2 separate regions of the Mus musculus genome follow, and region 1 is linked to region 2. A link is a contact called in public promoter capture Hi-C data. All regions are on one chromosome and are shown on one strand. Each heading gives the region's core, a stretch centred on a gene start, on an enhancer-like site or on the middle of the called end of the contact. The rest is flanking DNA. Distances are from core to core; before and after follow the strand shown.

What was found. Promoter capture Hi-C pulls out the DNA fragments that hold promoters and counts their contacts.
Region 1: a contact with region 2 is called in a promoter capture Hi-C map of pre-B cells, with 2.4 times the contacts expected there. The contact joins the promoter of A530095I07Rik here to the promoter of Zfp953 in region 2. A contact is called at or near these places in 1 of 39 promoter capture datasets (pre-B cells) and 1 of 115 datasets of contacts at active chromatin or transcription factors (astrocytes).

The regions. Positions count from the first base shown.
Region 1 is chr13:69,542,167-69,547,488 of GRCm38.p6, forward strand. A530095I07Rik (a long non-coding RNA gene) reads right to left here and starts at 1,903. Exons shown (of 2, transcript XR_001780994.2): 1 at 1,413-1,903; 2 at 1,228-1,281.
Region 2 is chr13:67,357,877-67,363,281 of GRCm38.p6, forward strand. Zfp953 (zinc finger protein 953) reads right to left here and starts at 2,696. Exons shown (of 4, transcript NM_001038651.3): 1 at 2,628-2,696. The coding sequence starts at 2,633. It overlaps Gm17039 (predicted gene 17039), which reads left to right and starts at 2,789. Exons shown (of 2, transcript NR_167764.1): 1 at 2,789-3,187; 2 at 3,296-5,405.

The sequences.
Region 1 (5,322 bases), core at 653-3,152, 2.2 Mb after region 2:
ATGTGAGCTGCCATATCTAGCAGCTGAGTTATTAGCTTTTTTTTTTTTTTTTTTTTTTAGTTTTGGTTTTTCGAGACAGTGTTTCTCTGTGTAGCCCCCGGCTATCCTGAAACTCACTCTGTAGACCAGGCTGGCCTCGAACTCAGAAATTCACCTGCCTCTGCCTCCCAAGTGCTGGGATTGAAGGCATGTGCTACCACTGCTCGACAAGTTATTAGCTCTTGTCCATGGCATTTACGGAGGCAAGAGGAGGAATATCTGGGAGACCAACCCCTAGAGGAAAGCTGCCTTGAGCTCCCAAGTCATAGAACGTGCTTTCTCACGCCAGAGTAACAAGTTGGACCTGGAGAATTCTGAGCCAGGCAGTTAGATTGAACTGGCCTTCTCTAGAGGGACATTCAGTAAGCCTGTGGAAAGGAGCAGGCTGTGGGGGCATGCCAGGTAACTCTGTGGAGTTGCCAGGAAGACACATAGCCACTGGCAGCATACATTTTGAAGGAGAGCCACCGGGTCTCTTGGGGGAGTTGGACAGAGAGGAGAGCTTCCGGGATATGGGTTTCATGACGGCTGGAGGTCGTTCTCCTGATTTACGGTACACAAGGAAATCAGGAAATGCCCCCTACATGGGAGGCACCCTGAGCTAGTGGACATGATGGCTGCCACTGAGCACAGTTGCCAGGCCAGGCCTCAAAGTGAGTACATGCGGGAAGACTCACAATTAGTGGGTGGCATCAGGCGAGCTGCTTGCTGAAGTGGGCGTGGACTGGGGGAGCAACCTGGGAGAACAAAAGGGGTTCGGGATCAGTGCCTTTGTCTTCACGAATTAGCCATGTGGCATTTCAACCCTCTGAAGTTTTTAAGTCCGAGACCTGTGTCATAACTTTTCAAGGTTCTATTTAGTAAAATATGAGGGCCCTACTACACTGGGGAACTGGCTCAGCCCCACTAAGGCCTAAAAATAGCAAGTTTACAGACCTGCAGATTCTTTCCTCATGACAGCAAAGCCTGGCTCGGCCCGCTGGCTGCCGGGGAGCCACACGCCCCCCCCCCCCCCCAACTCCAGACAGACCGAGGCTGGGCTCAAAGCCTTGCCTGCAGGGATATTCCAGGGGACATCGAATGCCTCCAAAGCTTGGCTGTCACTAGCAATCTCATTAGCATAGGCATGGGCTGCAGGTTGCTGACAGGTCTCCTTCCTTCTGGATTTTTCTTCTGAATTTCACCTTCTTTTTAAACTTGAGTCATTGAACTGATGGCGGCCAGAGCCTCACAGCACAGTTCCTGTGAGAGAATACAGAGCAAGCAGATTGAACATGTGCAGTGCCCACAGCAATCTGAGTCTTCAAGAATGGTCAGTTTTGTTCATTTTGGGGCTGCCCTCACAGACACTCATTGGGGAAATGTCATCTTACCTCCAGCAGAGAAATGGCAGGGGACAGTGTTTAGGCAAACTCCCCTGAGAGCAGTGGGCTGCTGCCGCCACTCCTATGCCTTGAGTTGGCACTGAGGGGGCATCTGCGCTTTCAGGAGTGTGTCGGTCCCACAGAGGAACTCTGGGCCTCGCCGGGTGTGCGCTCTGCCCTGCAGCAGTAGTCCAAGATCTTGATAGTCCAGGCAGGTGTCCAAGATGACAAATTCTCCACAAAAAGGACTGAGGTTGGTTGCGGCTACCCTGGGCCATCCGCTCTCCTCCAGCCCCTCCTCCATACACACTAGAGAAGGATATGGGCTGGGTGTTGGGGTAGCGCCCCGTGAAGTAGGGGATCCTCGGCTTTCTAGAGGGTAGCCAGTGTGTTTGACAAAGCAACGGCATGCTTTGAAATCCCTGCTCTGTACTGTTATGTGCCTTGATAAATTGACTTTTGCTCATTTCTGCTGTAGAGAACAGCACCCCCACCCCCACCCCCACCCCCACCCCCTCTGGTCTTGCCGGCTGACCAGAAAACATGACACGGAATGCTGGCTCACTCAGTCCACGTCCCCACATTCAGGTTCGGAGGGCAGATTAGCAGCCTTCCTCAGTCTCATGGCAACGATGGTCAAGTGAAGGCCTCGCTAATGCCACAGGGATGAGGTGTTGTCACCTCACTTCCCGTCTCATGGATGGCAGCGAGCTTGGGGAAGCACTGTGAACTTTATGACGGGGGCTGTATGATGTGATCCTCCGGCAGAGATCAAGAAGCGGCAGCGGGAAGCGCTCTCCTCCATGTACAGAACTTCCTCAGGTGCTGCGTCCCTGTGGCTGGCTGTCTCTCCGCTGACCTAATCCACAAACAGGGTTCCAAGCTGGCATTTGCCTGATTCTTCTTGCCTCAATCTGGCCATCTTTAAAAACAGCCCTTAACAAGTCTGTGGCTTTTTAATCATAAAAGGATCTAAAACTAACGGATGTTCTGACCCTAAGTTGTCTAGAAACAAGGAAAGAGGATCAAGACTCAAAATCTCATATTGTCTTTGTGGGTTACTATCTTATCTTAGATAAATTCATCCTTCCACGACTTTTTAAAGGTTTATTTATTTACTTATTTATTTTATGTATATGAGTACACTGTAGCTGTCTTCAGCCACCAGAAGAGGGTATCAGATCCCATTACAGATGGTTGTGAGCTTGCATGTTGTTGCTGGGAATTGAACTCAGGACCTCTGGAAGAGTAGTCAGTGCCCTTAACCACTGAGCCATCTCTCCAGCCCCTTCTGTGACTTATTATTCAGGGCATTAGCCCATGTTGTTTTGCCATGAGGTGGGTGCTGATATCCAGCAAGGGAGGGCAGGAATCCGCCCCCTGTGACACTTTACCTCAGAAAGCCAGATGAGGACTCAGATCTGACATTTCCAGTGGTCTTTAACACCAAGCCTGTGTCTGCGAGCTCACACAAAGCAAACACCACAGAGCAGGTATTCACAGCTATACTGACTTTCCACACTGTCTCTAGGGTGGGCAGTGAAGAGACTGGGAGCCAGCTCAGGTTCTCACCAAATTCTCTGTCACAGGAGTTTCTAAACAATGGCAGTACAGAAGCCCCCTGTTGGCACGGGCTGTCATTGCACCATGTACGGACACTGCATCCTTTCAGAGTGGCTTTGTTCTTGCACAGCCACTTCCTCACTGTCCATGGTCCAGAATCTGACTACAATCCTTCCTAGGATTTCTCTGTTCAGGTTCCACCCTCTCCTCCTCTGTGGATGCCTCTCCAGTGTGCACACATGCCATTACCTCTCTGGTACACTACCACACCCACCCTGATTCCCCTCCAGCCCCATCGCAGCATCCTGCTTCCACACTACAGGGCATGGGCGATATCCTCTCTGCCTGTGAGCTGCTCTTCTTTGATCTCACACAAACCTAATACCTTGCTAGCTATCCACTGGGAAGCCATCTTCTTTGTCCTTGGTCCTGACCCGTGGCTAGTTTTCTTTGAGTTTATTCACTTCTGTTTCTACATTGGCTGCCTGTACCTGGGGACAGCAGCAGGAACGCTGCCAACCCTATCCTCGGATGTTCAAACTTAACCAAGAGCCTGGAGGAGACAGGCCAAGCATCACTGCTGACTATGATCTGAAGTTTCCCGAGAAAGCCACATCTAGAAATAAATCCTAGACCCAGTCCTGAAAACTGTGACTGATTAGAACATCGTGATTCAGGAAAGATGGGAAATTACAGTCAATCTTCCGTGCCCTTCATACTTAGCATGAACCTCTCTGTCTGACCTAGCATCTGTGTGGCTCAGGTAAAACTTGGGCACATTTTACCCAATCATGCCCAAATCACTCCCTTCCACCAACTCAAAATCAAAGAATGAATGTCACCAGATAACCTCTGAAAAATGTAAAACCGGAGTCCGCAGTCTTGTCTGTGCCACGTATCTGGTGGGTGTGCTAGTTTATTGTTTTCTTTTGTTCTGTGACTATCGACATTCTCGTAACTTCTTCCACGAAAAGAATGTGTCATTCAGATCAACCAAAAACCATCTTCCTAGGTTGGGGTCCCTCATATTTGGCTCAGAACAACCACCTCTGATTCCTTTGATGAGGGAACTATGTTTTGTGTCAACAGCTGAATTAATGAGAATGAGCATCTGAGAGCCTCCCTACCTGACTTTCAAGCTCCAGACCGGCCTTGTTAGAGGCGCTCACCCACTTGCTGGGGCCTGGGATTTCATGGCATCAAATCATGCGAATCAGGCAATCCACATGAACACCTAACTTTCAGGAAGCTTCCCTCTCAGTTTATCTTTGCCATCCTCAGTGCAGCCCAAGCCTTCTGGACCCAGCTCCATCTGAGATACCTTCATAAGGGTCTCCTGGCTACGTGCCCCTAAAGCAATGGAGACAGAGATCTGCGCTCACCATGACAGTGGCTGACTCAGTTAGAAATGAGTGCTAGGACCCCAGTTGCTGCCTTGAATTATATTAGCTTACTCTCTTACTGCCTGACACAAATTACTTAAGTAAAAACTGCAATATTTAATAGTTCACTTTCTTACTCAATATCCCACATGTACTACCAGGCTTTGTCATAGCAAGTACCTGGCCACTGGGACTCTGAGCCCATCACCAGCCCACCTCCGGGGCCTGAACTCAATCAACACATGTCCCTGTGTTTTAGATCCATGTGCTTCAAGCTTTGAAGGGAACAGTAAAAAGACACATTTCATTTATGTTGTCCCCAGCTGCATCTGCAAAACCATTTAAGTGCAGCAGGACCCGTGCGTTCAGCAACAATGTATTTGTTGGCTGGGAGTTGCTTTTACCAGAGAGCAACTTTGCCTGTGTTGTTTTTCAAAGAAGCTATTTCTTTTCGAGAAATACTCTAAGCACATTTCTGAGATGCTGGTCCTGGCACATGTCTTCCAGAAGTCACAGGCTGTGGAAGAGAGTAAATGCCCACACTCGCTGCCTGTACCTAATTTCTAAAGAGGTGTTGTGACAAGCTAGTAGTTAATAAAGGCGTGGTGAGTGACAGTCTAAACAGTGAAGGAGAAATCCTGGGGTGGCTCTCAAAATATTTCAGGGGAGAGAGAGCCCGCTCCACATGCATCTTATCCATCCCCAATCATATCCATCCCCAAAGTGCCCAGAGGGCTCAACACGCTGCTCATCCCCAAAGCACCCAGAGGGCTCAACACGCTGCCCCGGGAGAGACACATCCAGAATACAAGCTTCGAGCAGTTGTTGCCAATGCTAGCACATTCTTTATATTCCACTAGTTAATGTTTTTAAAAACTGGACAGGGTGAAATTTGTGTTGCAAGTGCTTTCAACTCTTTTGATGTCAAAAATCCAGTACAATTCCATGAGAGAGAGAGTTAATCAACTTGAGCC
Region 2 (5,405 bases), core at 1,446-3,945:
AGGCACTGCACAGCATAGGAGACTGGACTCCTCCCTGAGGAAGAGGAAGGATGCCCACCTTGACAGTTTACTGCCTGGATGGTAGCAGTTTCAGATGCGAAGGACAGTGGTAGATAAGCTGTCATATTCTATCTGTAGAACAGCAGTAGTGCTGTTCTCAAAAGATTCATGTGAATTCAGCAGAAGTCACCACGAGGTCATGTCAGAAAATAATCGTGAAGAGTATGCAAACAAAACTACCATTCCCTGCAAATACAGAGGAATACTCAAGCCAGGCAAAGAGGGGAATCCTTTCCCACACAGTCAGTGGAAACAAGTTTCTAATCCCCAAACACTAGTCATTAACAGAAGGATGCTAGTGGAATTTGGATTTAAGATTTCAAATATATCTGATACAACTTCTTAAAGCACATTTGTAAGTTGTCATAATTAGAAGAAGTGAATTGGATGGATTTCTGTCAGGTCACTGGTGCTCAGAACTGAGACCAACCAGAAGAAGTAATTACCACATTAAAAAAAAAACCCTACGTTTTAATATTCTTTTTAAACCACGTGTCTCAAATAGCCTAGGCTCACAATGAATTGACTATGAAGGAGAGGGTGATTTTGAACCCCAGGATTCCTGACTCCTCCTCAAAAAGCAGAGCTGTCAGAAATGAGTTACAGACTAGGCTTAAGTTCACTTATCTGCCATAGAGCTGTTTAATTTAAAATATATATGAATATTTGGTACCTGGAAGTTATATATAGCATGCGGCTGTACCCTCTCTACATTGTAAGGAACATGTTTTGATGTACAAGGCAGCACAAGATTCCAACTTCATATACTCATAATTTTCCTACAGTTTAGCAACATTTATTAGGAAATATCTATTACTCTAGATATGGCAAGAAACTCATTGAAAATCCCATTAGTAGAACAAGGTTGTCTGAAGCCCATGCTTTCTGGGAGTAGACTTCAATGCCATAAGCCAGGCTCCGGCTCACTAACACTCAATTGGACTGAGGAGTGACAATATAAGCAAGATCACTGAAAATAGTGATAGGAGCTGTGGAGGAGAAACCCTGCAAAACACACACACACACACACACACACACACACACACACACACACACACAAAAACCTGTGTGTACTCTGTGAATGCAAAACTCTTACAAGGAGTCTTTGTGTGCAGACACTGGTGGCCCATGTGGAAGTTCACGGAGGGGCAGAGCCTGGAATTCTGCAGGTTCAGGGTTAGCTGTCTTACCTTGGGTTGGTTTTCTCTTCAGGGACAGTCATTACCTCACTCTATAGTGGACCACACAGCTTGTGACAATAGATAAAAAACCTCTCAGAATCCACTGACAAGGCAGAACATGAAATTCTATCAGTCCAAAAGCTAAAACCTCATCAGATGGTATCTTAGGTAAATAGAATATCTCCGATGACTCTATGAGACACACACCAATGTATTTTAAATTTTCCTTGGTTAATGACATTCTCTGTTCTGTAAAACCATGAAACTGCCTTGTGTTGAAGCACAGAATTTGGATTAACCTAAGTCTGTATTCTCAGATAATGGCCACTCAAAAGGCTGACTAAACTGTCTCTTAACCCTTTAAGAGGAGAACTGCATTTTGCATGGACAGGAACCTATGTGAAAATTATAAGACCCCAAGTGTGCCAGAGCTTTCTGAATTTTTCTTACAACCACAGGAAAACATGAGGAAATCATTCTAGAAATGTCCAGTGAGCAGCAGTAAAGCTGGGTGCCAGATACAGGGACAGAGTGCATTTAAGAGAATTTAGATATTTCTGATAATGTGAACAGACAGAAGAAAATCATGTGACCAGAGGAGGGCCATCTCCTTTCTCTTTCAGAGACATTCCAGTCCCTTCCAGAGATCATGAGTTCCATTTCTCTCATCTCACCAAGTCATCTCTCATATCTGAGAAGGAGTCCAAATTTTGGACAGAACACATACTAAGAATTGTTGAGTATTATTGTCTAGTGTTTTTTTTTTTTAGCAGAAGGGCAAAATTCATAATTATTTGGATTGTGCAAACACTGGTTCATATCAATTACAGGACTACTCTGTGGCTATACAGCCATGTATTGTGGTGATTCAGGTACAGGATTATACATCCTGAGTTCTTATTCAACCCGAGGCATCCATAAATCTAACACTTTATTCCAAAGGAAAAGGAACTAACATTCCACACAACAATCACCCTCACGGGACTCTTTGTCCCTGGCACTAGGAACTTTAGGAAGATTTGTGAAGTCAAACTCCAGTACTAGATAGAACACAGAGTATAGGAGGCGCTAGATGTCCAAGTGTTCTAAATCTCCTGAGAATCTGACTACAGCCACGTGAGAACGGGTCAGCTAGGCAGAGCATATTTCCCCAGTAAAGATGAGTGCGCTCCTTTCAGCATCTCAGAAATAAGCAGTCAGCAGACCCAGCCTGCCCTTGCCATCCTGTTGTTTCCAACTTTCTTCCCTAGCCTAGGTCAGCACAACATCTCCAGGTCAGCAGCTTGCCCTGTCTCATAACAAGCCCAGATAAGCTCCTTCCGTGCCCGATACGCCACCCTGCACAGTCCCTCAGATCTGCAAGGTTGCGGTGTTCCCTGCACCAACCTCCATGTCAGAGATCCAAACGAAGGTTTCAACAGGACAGACGCCTAACTCTGGGGAGAAGTTAAGTTTGAAAATCAAATGCGGAAGTTTGATAGCAACGGCCAGCCTTCTGATGACGTCACAGGCATCCGGACTACATTTCCCACAAATCAGTGCGAAGAACTTCCATGAACCCACAGAACTGGGTTGTTCACCTGCTGGTATCCTGACTGTGATTCCTTGAAGTTGGGAAGAAACAGTCTTCTGCACTTGGGCAGTCACAGGGCATTTGGATTCATTTAAAGTTCTGTGGTCCCAGCACGCAATGTTAGCCTGTGAGTCGACCCTTTCACAGTGATGTTTATCAGGTTTCTTAGTTATTTCTGCTAGAACACCGTGATTTTAAACTATCTTACTACCACATGGAAAACTCGCACTTTCATGACTTGCTTTACTTAAAAATATGGAAGCAAGAGCTAATTTAAGGTGCTCTTGAAACCATCCTTGGTGACCCTGCCTGCTACGCAGCATATCAGGTGCTTAAGACAAAAGACTTAGAATTCAAAGCCAGCAACCATCAGGTATTTTCTGAGCACTTGCTTTCCTCTGCATCTCTCCCAAGAGGAGGAGCAGAGCTCCTGGGATCGCAGTGGTGTATGTCCTAACTCTTGGTCCATTTTGTATTATAGGATTTCTGCCTGTGTTAGGTTTGATGTTCCGTATTGAATTCTCCGTCTCTCATGTGAGCCTGTCATCGTTCATATTTGGCAATATTTGAACATCAGTGGTATCCGCCTTGAACTTCCGTTATTTCTCCGAAGCAGAACACCGAGATAATTCCTTCTTGAATACAAAGGTATCAGAAATATGTTCATAGCATTGCCAAATGAGGTCGGTATATTAAAGAAGTTACACTGGAAACATACAATATTGAGAATTCCCATCTCTTCTTGGGAAGGTTTATTCCTGTGAAGTTCAAGCTTGAGTCAAAGTTACAAACCCCATTGCAGAAAAGGCTTCATACTTCCCTGATATATTATGATTCAAAAGGAAGCTGTTTCAGAGCAAAGACTGTGCAGAGTCCCTATTGAGTTCTTTGTCAGGGAGTGTGTTTACCTATGGATGCAGAACACCTTCCTCGATTTAGAGAAACTAGAGTCAAGAAGCAGTACATTCACCTGGACACTTGATTGGCATGTCTGTTTAGAATGAGGTCATGAGTGGTCTGTCCTCCTCCTGAATATTGCAGTGGAAGGCATTGTCAGCAACCACAAGGACAGAATTTCTGAGCATAGCAAGTTTTCTAATATGTGTATGTGTTGAGGTTCGGTGTGTTGCTATGTTTTGTTATGCTAAATTCTCTACTCAAAGGTCTAGACTCTCTACTGACTTCTCACATTTACAAGGTTCTGTTGTGTAAACCTTGTTCCTTGATTTAAAACTACTGGATAAATCAAATTGGCTACAGCCAATTACTGGAGGGATTTGAGGCAGGTGAGTTTTGAGTTAGCTGGTAGGAGGTGGAGAAGAGAGAGAAGGAAGAGACACCAGGACAAGGAGGAGGAATGGGAAAAAAAGGACGAAGCTGCCCTGGAGCAGACGGACCATGAGCATGTGGCCAGGAGAAACTGCAACTTCCACTGGGAAGGCAGCCAGGACAGCAGTTAGAAGAGTAGATTAAGGGTTGCAGCTCAGTAATTGTCAAAGCCAAATGAAATAACCCTAATCCGAATTGAGTTTATTTGTAAGGCGTAACCTTAAATTGGTTATATTACACATGTATATGTGTACATCTATGTTTGTGTCTGCTACATGCACACCTACCTTAGAGGGTCGTCATTCACGTGAGATGTGCCCATCCTTGAAGTTGCAGCATCCATTTACAAGTCTTCTGCAGTCTCCATTTCTTTGCATTGTAATTGTGTGATTCAATAGGAGGAGGAGCTACCATAGTGTAGTCACAACCTGAACATGTGATCAAAGAAGAGCCTAATTCAGCAGAATATTAGGGACCCAGGCATACTTATCAAAACATCTAATGGAACCAGATATTCAGGCCTAATATGTTTGTTTAGACCAAGTTCACCATTTTAAGTTTATTTTCTACTGTCATTTTTTAACATCCTGACCATTTAGTTTTCTCCCTTTGAAACATTCTCCAATAGGTGCCATGTTTGACAAAATCACTTTAAAATCTTTGCTTACAAACTAAAGAGATTGTTCAATAGTTGAGAGTAATTACTGTCTTATAAAAGATGAGTTTGTCTTCTAACACACTTGTAATGGCTTTCAAGCACATATAAGCATTAGTTCTAGAGGATCAGATATCTTCTTTTCACATCATCAGGCATCAGTTGTAGAAAAGATAGGCACACAGACAGACACACACGGAAACAAATTTCTAGTAAAGTGAAATAAAATGTATAATTGAAAATTTATGCTGCCGATGGTGGTACATCCACCTATTTTGACTAGACAGGGGTCAGAGAGAGCTGGATCTCTCAGTTGGAGGATGGCAATTTATAGAGTGAATTTCAAGAATATCAATGCAGAAACCCTGTCTGGAACAAGTACAATAACAATAAGAAGTAAAACCAAGGCTTCATGTTTAGAAAACAATGATATTTGAAAGGAATATTGTTTTTTTAACTGTTTAAACATAACACAAATTGTTAAACACCTACCAATTGCCATTTTAAAAGATAGATACTTTCACCAGCAAAAGCCCACTGAAATAGAGCCCTTCCTAGTGCAGTTCTCAAGAACCCCATGTCTACCATTTTGGCTGGCTTGAAGTTT